Regions from separate parts of the Zea mays genome. Here all the other regions are linked to region 1. Evidence: chromatin contacts called from public Hi-C data. All regions are on one chromosome and are shown on one strand. Each heading gives the region's core, a stretch centred on a gene start, on an enhancer-like site or on the middle of the called end of the contact. The rest is flanking DNA. Distances are from core to core; before and after follow the strand shown.

The links. Hi-C and Micro-C count contacts between places; a contact is called where the count stands out from the background.
Region 2: a Hi-C map of ear shows a contact between it and region 1, with 2.2 times the contacts expected there. The contact joins the promoter of LOC100286075 here to the promoter of LOC100192868 in region 1. A contact is called at or near these places in 2 of 25 Hi-C or Micro-C datasets (ear and leaf mesophyll).
Region 3: a Hi-C map of tassel shows a contact between it and region 1, with 2.9 times the contacts expected there. The contact joins the promoter of LOC103641278 here to the promoter of LOC100192868 in region 1. A contact is called at or near these places in 3 of 25 Hi-C or Micro-C datasets (ear, leaf and tassel).

The regions. Positions count from the first base shown.
Region 1 is chr10:79,636,345-79,638,885 of Zm-B73-REFERENCE-NAM-5.0, forward strand. It overlaps LOC100192868, which reads right to left and starts at 1,278. Exons shown (of 9, transcript NM_001138057.4): 1 at 918-1,278; 2 at 734-822.
Region 2 is chr10:80,576,927-80,579,467 of Zm-B73-REFERENCE-NAM-5.0, forward strand. It overlaps LOC100286075 (60S ribosomal protein L34), which reads right to left and starts at 1,274. Exons shown (of 4, transcript NM_001158963.2): 1 at 1,138-1,274; 2 at 951-1,030. The coding sequence starts at 1,216.
Region 3 is chr10:80,427,698-80,430,238 of Zm-B73-REFERENCE-NAM-5.0, forward strand. LOC103641278 (mitogen-activated protein kinase 2) reads right to left here and starts at 1,275. Exons shown (of 6, transcript XM_008664632.4): 1 at 736-1,275; 2 at 512-641; 3 at 173-310; 4 at 1-72. The coding sequence starts at 953. It also overlaps a transcript of LOC100273854 not described here.

The sequences.
Region 1 (2,541 bases), core at 28-2,527:
AACATCCTAACCCTAGTTAGGGTTTTAATTCACCCAACATAGTCAAGGGCTATTTAGATCAAGGGGCTAAATTTTAGCCCCTGTCACATCAGATGTTTGGATGCTATTTAGAAGTATTAAATATAGTCTAATTACAAAACTAATAATACAAATGAGAACTAAACGATAAGACGAACCTATTAAATCTAATTAATCCATGATTCGTTCATGTGATGATATAGTAAACATTTGTTAATCATGAATTAATTAGACTTAATAAATATATCTCATCGTTTAGTGTTTCTCTATGTAATTAGACTATATTTAATACTCGTAAATGATATTCAAGCATCAGATGTGATATGGACTTTAGTCATGGAACCAAACAGCCTAACAATATCTTGCTAGCCTCACCAAGAAAACACTCACCCCCTGAAGTTACCAAGCACACAGCTACGAACAAATCCCAACCGCCGTCCTCGACAAAAGAAACACAGCGAGAAGCGGCATAGCTCATTACAACTACTGTCCGTTACCACTCTTCAGATTCTCAAATTGCACGCAAGAAATCATGACGACATTAAAGCATCGAAAAAGACACGTAGCCCAGGAAGAACGAAGTGCACCATCGAACATTTTGACAAGTGATTTTCTGCAAGCCAAAAGAACAGTAGTAATCCGGGAGGGAGGGGGGAGCATGTCTCGTGGACTAGAAACAGAGGTCCGTGAATTTTAGGTAGGGAAACAGTAGTACCTCAGCAGACGCAGCCCAATCGAATCCAACCCAACGCAACCTCGGTCCGCACCGCCTCGCTCCCCCGTCCACCTCCCACGCACGGCGGCCTGCACCAGCCCGCGCACCCATTCGAGCGTCAGGTACCTCATTAATGACAGGGAACGCCACGAAATACCGCACAACGACGCCCGATTCCACCCACCTCAAGCGACCGCCACGGCGGGCATCACCGGCCCCGCCGGCGCCGGCGCAGCAGTGGCATCCGCGCCGCCCTCCCGCTCCCCGTTTCCCTCTCCGCCGCCGCCACAACCACAAACTTCTCGGTCAATCGGCTGCCCGGAGATCTAGCTGGAATACGGAGGCAAGCAGGCAGGCAGGATGGATAGAAGAGGAAGATGAATGAGAAGGTTCTCGGCTCTCGCCGCGACTCCGAGTCGGAGGTGCTTTGCTGTTCGCTGTGGTGGCAGCTGCTGCGTGTGCTGACTGTATGCTGTGCGCTGCGCGGGCCGCGGAGGGGCGGCGACCTGTGGGGGTCGCTCTCGCGGCGAGCGCCGCGAGAAATCTCAGCCACTATCTTTTCTCGTGGTTTACTCGAGCTCCGGCCCCTGAAATCTATCGAGCACGCCCTCCCGCATTCCCGGAATTGTAACGTCGGCAGAGCAAGCTGCTGCTGCTGGCTCGCCTGACTCTTCCCCAACCGTCTGTCTCGCTCTCGCTCTACGGAGCAAAACGGATGGATGGCTTTTGTTCTTGGTTTGCTAGGGAGATGAGGCTCGTCACGCTCATCCTGCTACTCAGCTTTTGAAAAGTGCGTGTAGAAGTATTTATTGTGGCCAGGAGCAAACTCAAGGGGTGTATAGTTTTTAAGAACTAATTTTTAATACCTTCATTTTATTTTATTTTAATTCCTAAATTACCAAATATAGAAATTAAAATAGAAGTTTTAGTTCTGTTTTAGTTTCTTTATTTGTTAATTTATGTAATAAAATAGAATAAAATAGCGAGACTAAAAATTAGTCATTAGAAATCAAACACTCATTTAGACTATTATAGATTTTATTTTATTTTATTTTTTGGCGAAACAGTCACCGTCTGTCAGCCTCAATTGTTTATCAATAGCTGATCACTACTTTAGAGTATTAAACACAAAAAATCATTCATCTAAACCATTTCATGTCACGGACTTGAATATATAATCTATACTTATACATAGGATTCATATTTTTTATGTATCATAGAATATATGCAGGATTTTTATGTGACTTAGAATATATGCAATAGTAACATATGCTTGTTGCATAGTGTATCTTAAAATTTTAAAAATGATTTCTATATTTTTCAGATTTAAATAGGTGTGCTGGTTGGTAAACAAATACGGAAATTCATGTTCCCTTCTCTCGGAGCATTTCCTTCTCAAGAACAAATAAATAGATAGATATTAAACAGCACGCCCAATTAATCAAAACTGTTCTGTGAACAGTAAAATGCAGCCAGAAAACGGACATCCACGGTAGCCACAGGCAAATCCAGGCTTCAGCAGGGACCCTCCTGAAAAAAATAAAACGTCACTGACAATAATGAATAATTTGCGGTTGGGAACACGCGGAATGGCCTGCGCGTGGCTGCACGCAGGACCCACCTGGCGGCGATCTAGTGGCTCGCCTTGCGCTTTTTCCCGGGCGCCGGCGAACGCCGAACAGCGAACCTGTGGCCGCCATTTCCTCTGCCGTGACCCTCATCGCGACGCGATCCCGTGCCGTCCGTTCTGCCCGCGCTCCGGCCTCGCCATCGGCACCGTCCGATCGCCGCACGGGAACTCGTGGCCA
Region 2 (2,541 bases), core at 24-2,523, 940 kb after region 1:
GCTTAATCGACATGAAAGTTCAGACATATGCTTGTCATGTTTCTCAGTAATCATAGGCCCAGTAGTATATGCCAGAAACTGAATCATAATAAAGATGCAAGCCAGCCATAACAAGAACTAAACACAATGAGTACGAATGCAAGTTAAAAGTATCTTTTGGGGGAAAACTTCAGACTTCAAAAGTAAGACAATGAGAAAAGAGACAACATTGGAAGGCCTCATAGAAGTTTAAGATTAATCAACATGAAAACTCAGACATGCTTGTCAATTGTAACTGTATAATCATTGTTCAACAAACTCAAAACAAAAAGGAAGATCTAGAGAAAGGGCACTTGGTACAACCTAACACTCAAGAAAAACTTGCAAAACACAATACATTGTGCTGAAATGTGTACACTGCCCTGGAATGAATAATAGAGTACCAGTACCAAAGATAGGTTGGCATGAACATCAAAACCAGCTACGGCAGCACATGTTACAATAACTCAATAAGCTAAAAGGCCTAAGGGTCAAACAAAAAACAAAACAAACATCAAACCTATGGTTTAAAACTACTATCAGAACAACACTCAGTTAAGACAAAGTAAATAAACAACGCAACGGCACAAATGTGAGGGATACGCTACAGGTACAGTTTGCTAAAAGCCTAGAGCAATCTTTTAGATCTAAGGATAATAAATTGTTCCAACTTCCAACCAAGAGCCCGAAACATGATTCAACAAGAAAAGGTGCATTTTAATCCCCAGTTTGCAATCACACATCATAAGAATATGAGCCTTAAGCTACACAAAATACAAAGCTGCGGTTCAAATACATGTTCCGTCAGGACCTCCTAGCCTAGGTTGACCACACTGCATTCAAATTGAAAATCCTTGAATAGAGCATGACGCAGCGACCTAAACCCTAAAGCAAGAATAAGTGGGTAAAATAGAAAGGTGGAAGGCTCATACTCCTTGGATCTTCTTCCCGGTGACCGGGCATTTCGGTCCGCTCGCGCGCTTCTTGGTGTACTGGTACACAAGCCTCCCACCTAATCAACAACATAAACAAATCAGCGGGAATCCTATTTCCACAACCCGCACGAACAGAAACAACGAGCGATCAATCGACCATGCGAGTGCGAAGCGCCGGTCTTACCAGGGGTCTTGACCACGCGGGTCTGATTGGATTTTGTGGCGTAGCTGTGGCGCTTCCGGTAGGTGAGCCGCTGCACCATTTTGCCGCCGGCCGCTGTTTCTCCCGGGCTCTCGCTCTCCGCGCGCTCTTCCTCTCTAGCGTGGCGGCGGAGAAGGGAGTGAGGAGGAGAGATGGAGGGGAGCTTTTATAGGATGGCTGATAGGCCTAGTGACCTAGATCTGACGTCGGGAGATGATTTGCCAAGCGAATGGGCGGTTCGGTCTGTGACTTGGGATTACCGGCTCCTTAGTGTATGGATGGTCTGAATTTGGTTTCAAGATTTATCGAACTGAAGTCCATTCTAGTGATTATAAATTAGATATAAATTAATTAAGCTAATATAATTATGTATATTATATATGTATACTCTACTATTGGTTTATAGAGAATATATTTTTGTGTTCTAACAAAAACGGCTTCACCGGGTTTAGTAGAGCTCAGGCTCGTTTAAAATAGCTCTAGTTATGTTTTTCGTTAAAATCATTTTTTGTTAACGGGACGTTTGGATCCCTTCATTTTAGAGGAATTGGAATTCACTCAATAAAGTAACTTATTTAGTTTGGAATTTGACATTCCACCACTTTCCAAAGTTCAGATATAAGTCTATCTCAAATTCATGGGGTGGATGGTGGGAAATGATTTTATTTATTAGTAGAATTGGTTTCTAATCTATAACTTACATGACACTCTTCGTCTCACTCCTCTATAGTAAAAATGTAGCACATAAATTTCTCCAACATCTTGCTAATAATAGTATACAAATATATTTTGCATAAAACCGAATTATCTTAATTGATATATCTGCCTAAAGTCATTTCGTAAATCGTTTGACAAAAACGACTTATCATGGAGCCAAAACCATTTCCAATATATTAAAGTGCTAGAGCAAAAGCCGATGGAACTAATATTTGTGGCTTCTTCTCCATAGTACAAAAACGGCTCTGACTTTTAGATATTTTTCGCATGAAACCGTTTAAACAAATGTTTGGTATGGATCTAGCTTTTTGCAGAGAAAAACCATAGTCGAAGCCCTGCCAAACAGACTCTAAGTTGTATAGTAGAAATATAACCGGCTATAAAATCAACTTTTACCTCAGTTTATAAATTTAAGAAAATCTTATACCTAAATTTTGAAATGTAATTGAATATTCTAAGCCAACAAAATAAAAAAAATCCAAACGGCATCTAACTTTCTCTAGTATTCTTCTATTAAAATTCATTTTGTAGTATTTTTTTAAATCTGCTTATATTTTACTACCTCCCGTTATAAAAGTTGACTTTTAGATTATAGTTCTGTTTCTTTCTCTTTTATCTTTATTATCTTGTATTAGATTTTACTTACTCTACTTTTTGTTATATCTCTCT
Region 3 (2,541 bases), core at 25-2,524, 790 kb after region 1:
CCTCAGGTCCCTGTGCAGGACGTTCGCCGAGTGCACGTACTTGAGCCCGCGGAGCAGCTGGTACACGAAGTACTGCACCGGCCGGTCGTCGTAAAAGAAGAAAGAAAAAAAAAGGGTTAGGAACAGAGAACAGAGGACGGCACAGCAACAGCGTTGGATTTGGATCGACGACCTGGCAGTGGTCGTCGGTTAGTTGCTGGTTTGACCGTAGGAGGTGGTGAAGGTCAGTGTCCATCAGCTCGTAGACGATGTAGACGTCGTTGAAGTTCTCCCTCCTGGGCGGGCGTATGATGTCCTTTATTGAAATGACCTGCAGGGAAAAAGAATTTGTTGCTCTGTTACATATATGCACGGATGTATTATGTATATAGCTAATGAACTATACATACATGTATATATAGCTAATAAATACATACAATGACAAAAAAAAGTCCTGTAGCGTGGAGTATATATATAAATATATATGTTCATCACAAGGTAGAGAAATATATACATATACATGGCTACTCACATTTTCATGATTCATGTGCCTAAGCAGCTTGATTTCTCGGAGAGTGCGCTTGGCGTCGATCTGGTTGTCAAACGCGTTGCCGATCTTCTTGATGGCGACCTCCTCGCGAGTCTGCGCGTTCACAGCAGCACTGCATGCATGCACAAAAGATCCGGTACGTACTAGTAGTGAAGCCCGAACGAACAAACGAGAAGGCGATCGATGAGGGAGGACGACGTACGCACCAGATGATGCCGCAGGCGCCGCGGCCGACGGGGCGGATGGGCGGGACGTACTTGGCGGAGACCTCCAGGAGGTTTCCGTACACGTTGTACTGCACGTAGCGGCCGCCGTGCGTGTGCGTGCCCTTGATCTGCGCCTCCCCGCCGTGGCCCATACCCAGGCACCCTCCAGCGCCGGCGCCGCCTCCGCCTGCGCCTCCTCCGGCCCCCTCCATGCGCATGTATATATACGGACCACCACGCACCTCCCCTCCTAGCTAGCTAGCTAGCTATACTCCCTCTTCTCTCCGACGATGAGAAATGAACACAAGACGACCCAGCAAGGACCAACGCAGGACGACGGCAAGCTAGCATGCGAGCAAGCAAGCTCTGATGATGCTGCCTCGAGCTCTAGCTGAGACAGACAGACAGATAGATAGATAGAGATAGAGAGAACGAGCTGGCTGGCTAGCGGAGCGCGCGCGCGCGTGGTTGGTTGCGCGGACGCCAGGAAGGAGGAGATAAGGGGAGCGTTGGGGAAAGTGGAAAAGGCGGGGAGCCTTTTCTCCGCCGGAAGTCGAACTCCCGTGACGCCCAAAGGAAGGAGTTGGGTTCCTGTTGCTGTTGCTCCGTCCGTCCGTCCGTCGTCGCCCACTCCTGTCCTGCCGTGTGGTGTGGGAGAGACCTGGCATGGCTCCTGTCCTGTGGGCGGTGTGGCTGGCCTAGCTGCCTGCACTGCACTGCTGCACACGACACAGGTTGATGGATGCATGCAGGGACGACGATGCTCCCCCCGGGCCCCGGCGGCCGACCTCTTCCAGACCATTAATTCCCCTCTCCTCCTCAGCCAGCCATGCATTTATCGATTGATTGATCCATCTCTTACGTGTTCGCGCGGCGCATGATGCATGGATGGTTTCCCTTGCTTGCCCTTGGTGCTAGCTCTTGCCGCTTGCCTTTTATTTGCAGCTAGCGATGAATAAGCTATAGATTGGTTTGTTTGGCAGTGCGCTGTCTACAAGTGATTCTCTGCTACTCCTCTCTCCCTTGCAAAACAACTAATAAGCGAGCCCTATCTCATTCAGATTTTAAAATTGTCTATGGAAGCTAATTCTGCTACTATACATGTTATTCTATGGCTTAAAGCAATTCTCTTTGATTCTTTAGCATAAAATTTCAAAATCACGGTTGAGAATCGGTCTACACAATCAGAATAAGCTTCTAGTCTTTAGTTCATTTCAGAGAAACAGATAGAATTAATTACTTCTCTCTGAAAAACTGGTTGGCAAAGCTCTTGCTGCATCCAAGCAGAGAACCAACTTTGGTAGCTATATATATGCTCTTACATGCTCCTCCGTCATAATCAAGTAAAATCACTCTATTCAAGATCAAGAAGCAGGGCTAGAGAACCTAGAAGTAGAGCTCTGCCAAATATGCCCATAATTATTTGCTCATGTCTAATCAGCTGTGTGGTTTGTGATATAGCAACTTGAGGACATATATACCGCATGCCATGGGGATCTTAACCAACCGCCAGTGGAAATACTGGCGGTTCCAAAATAACCGCGTATTTTCACTGGCCCCTAGCATTGGTGGCACCGAAAAACGCCAGTGCAAATAGCTTTAGGACCGTCATTATAGAGCTTCTGTGTACTAGTGACAGTAATCTAGGATGGTTAACCTAGAAGTCTTCTCCTAATTTGTTTTCTTCTAACAACAAACATGCCCACATGTTACATCGAAATTTATATCGTGCCTATATTGTGGAACATACACTATTCTAACTTGTATGAACATATATCATGTGAGATTGGAACCCGAGCAGGATAA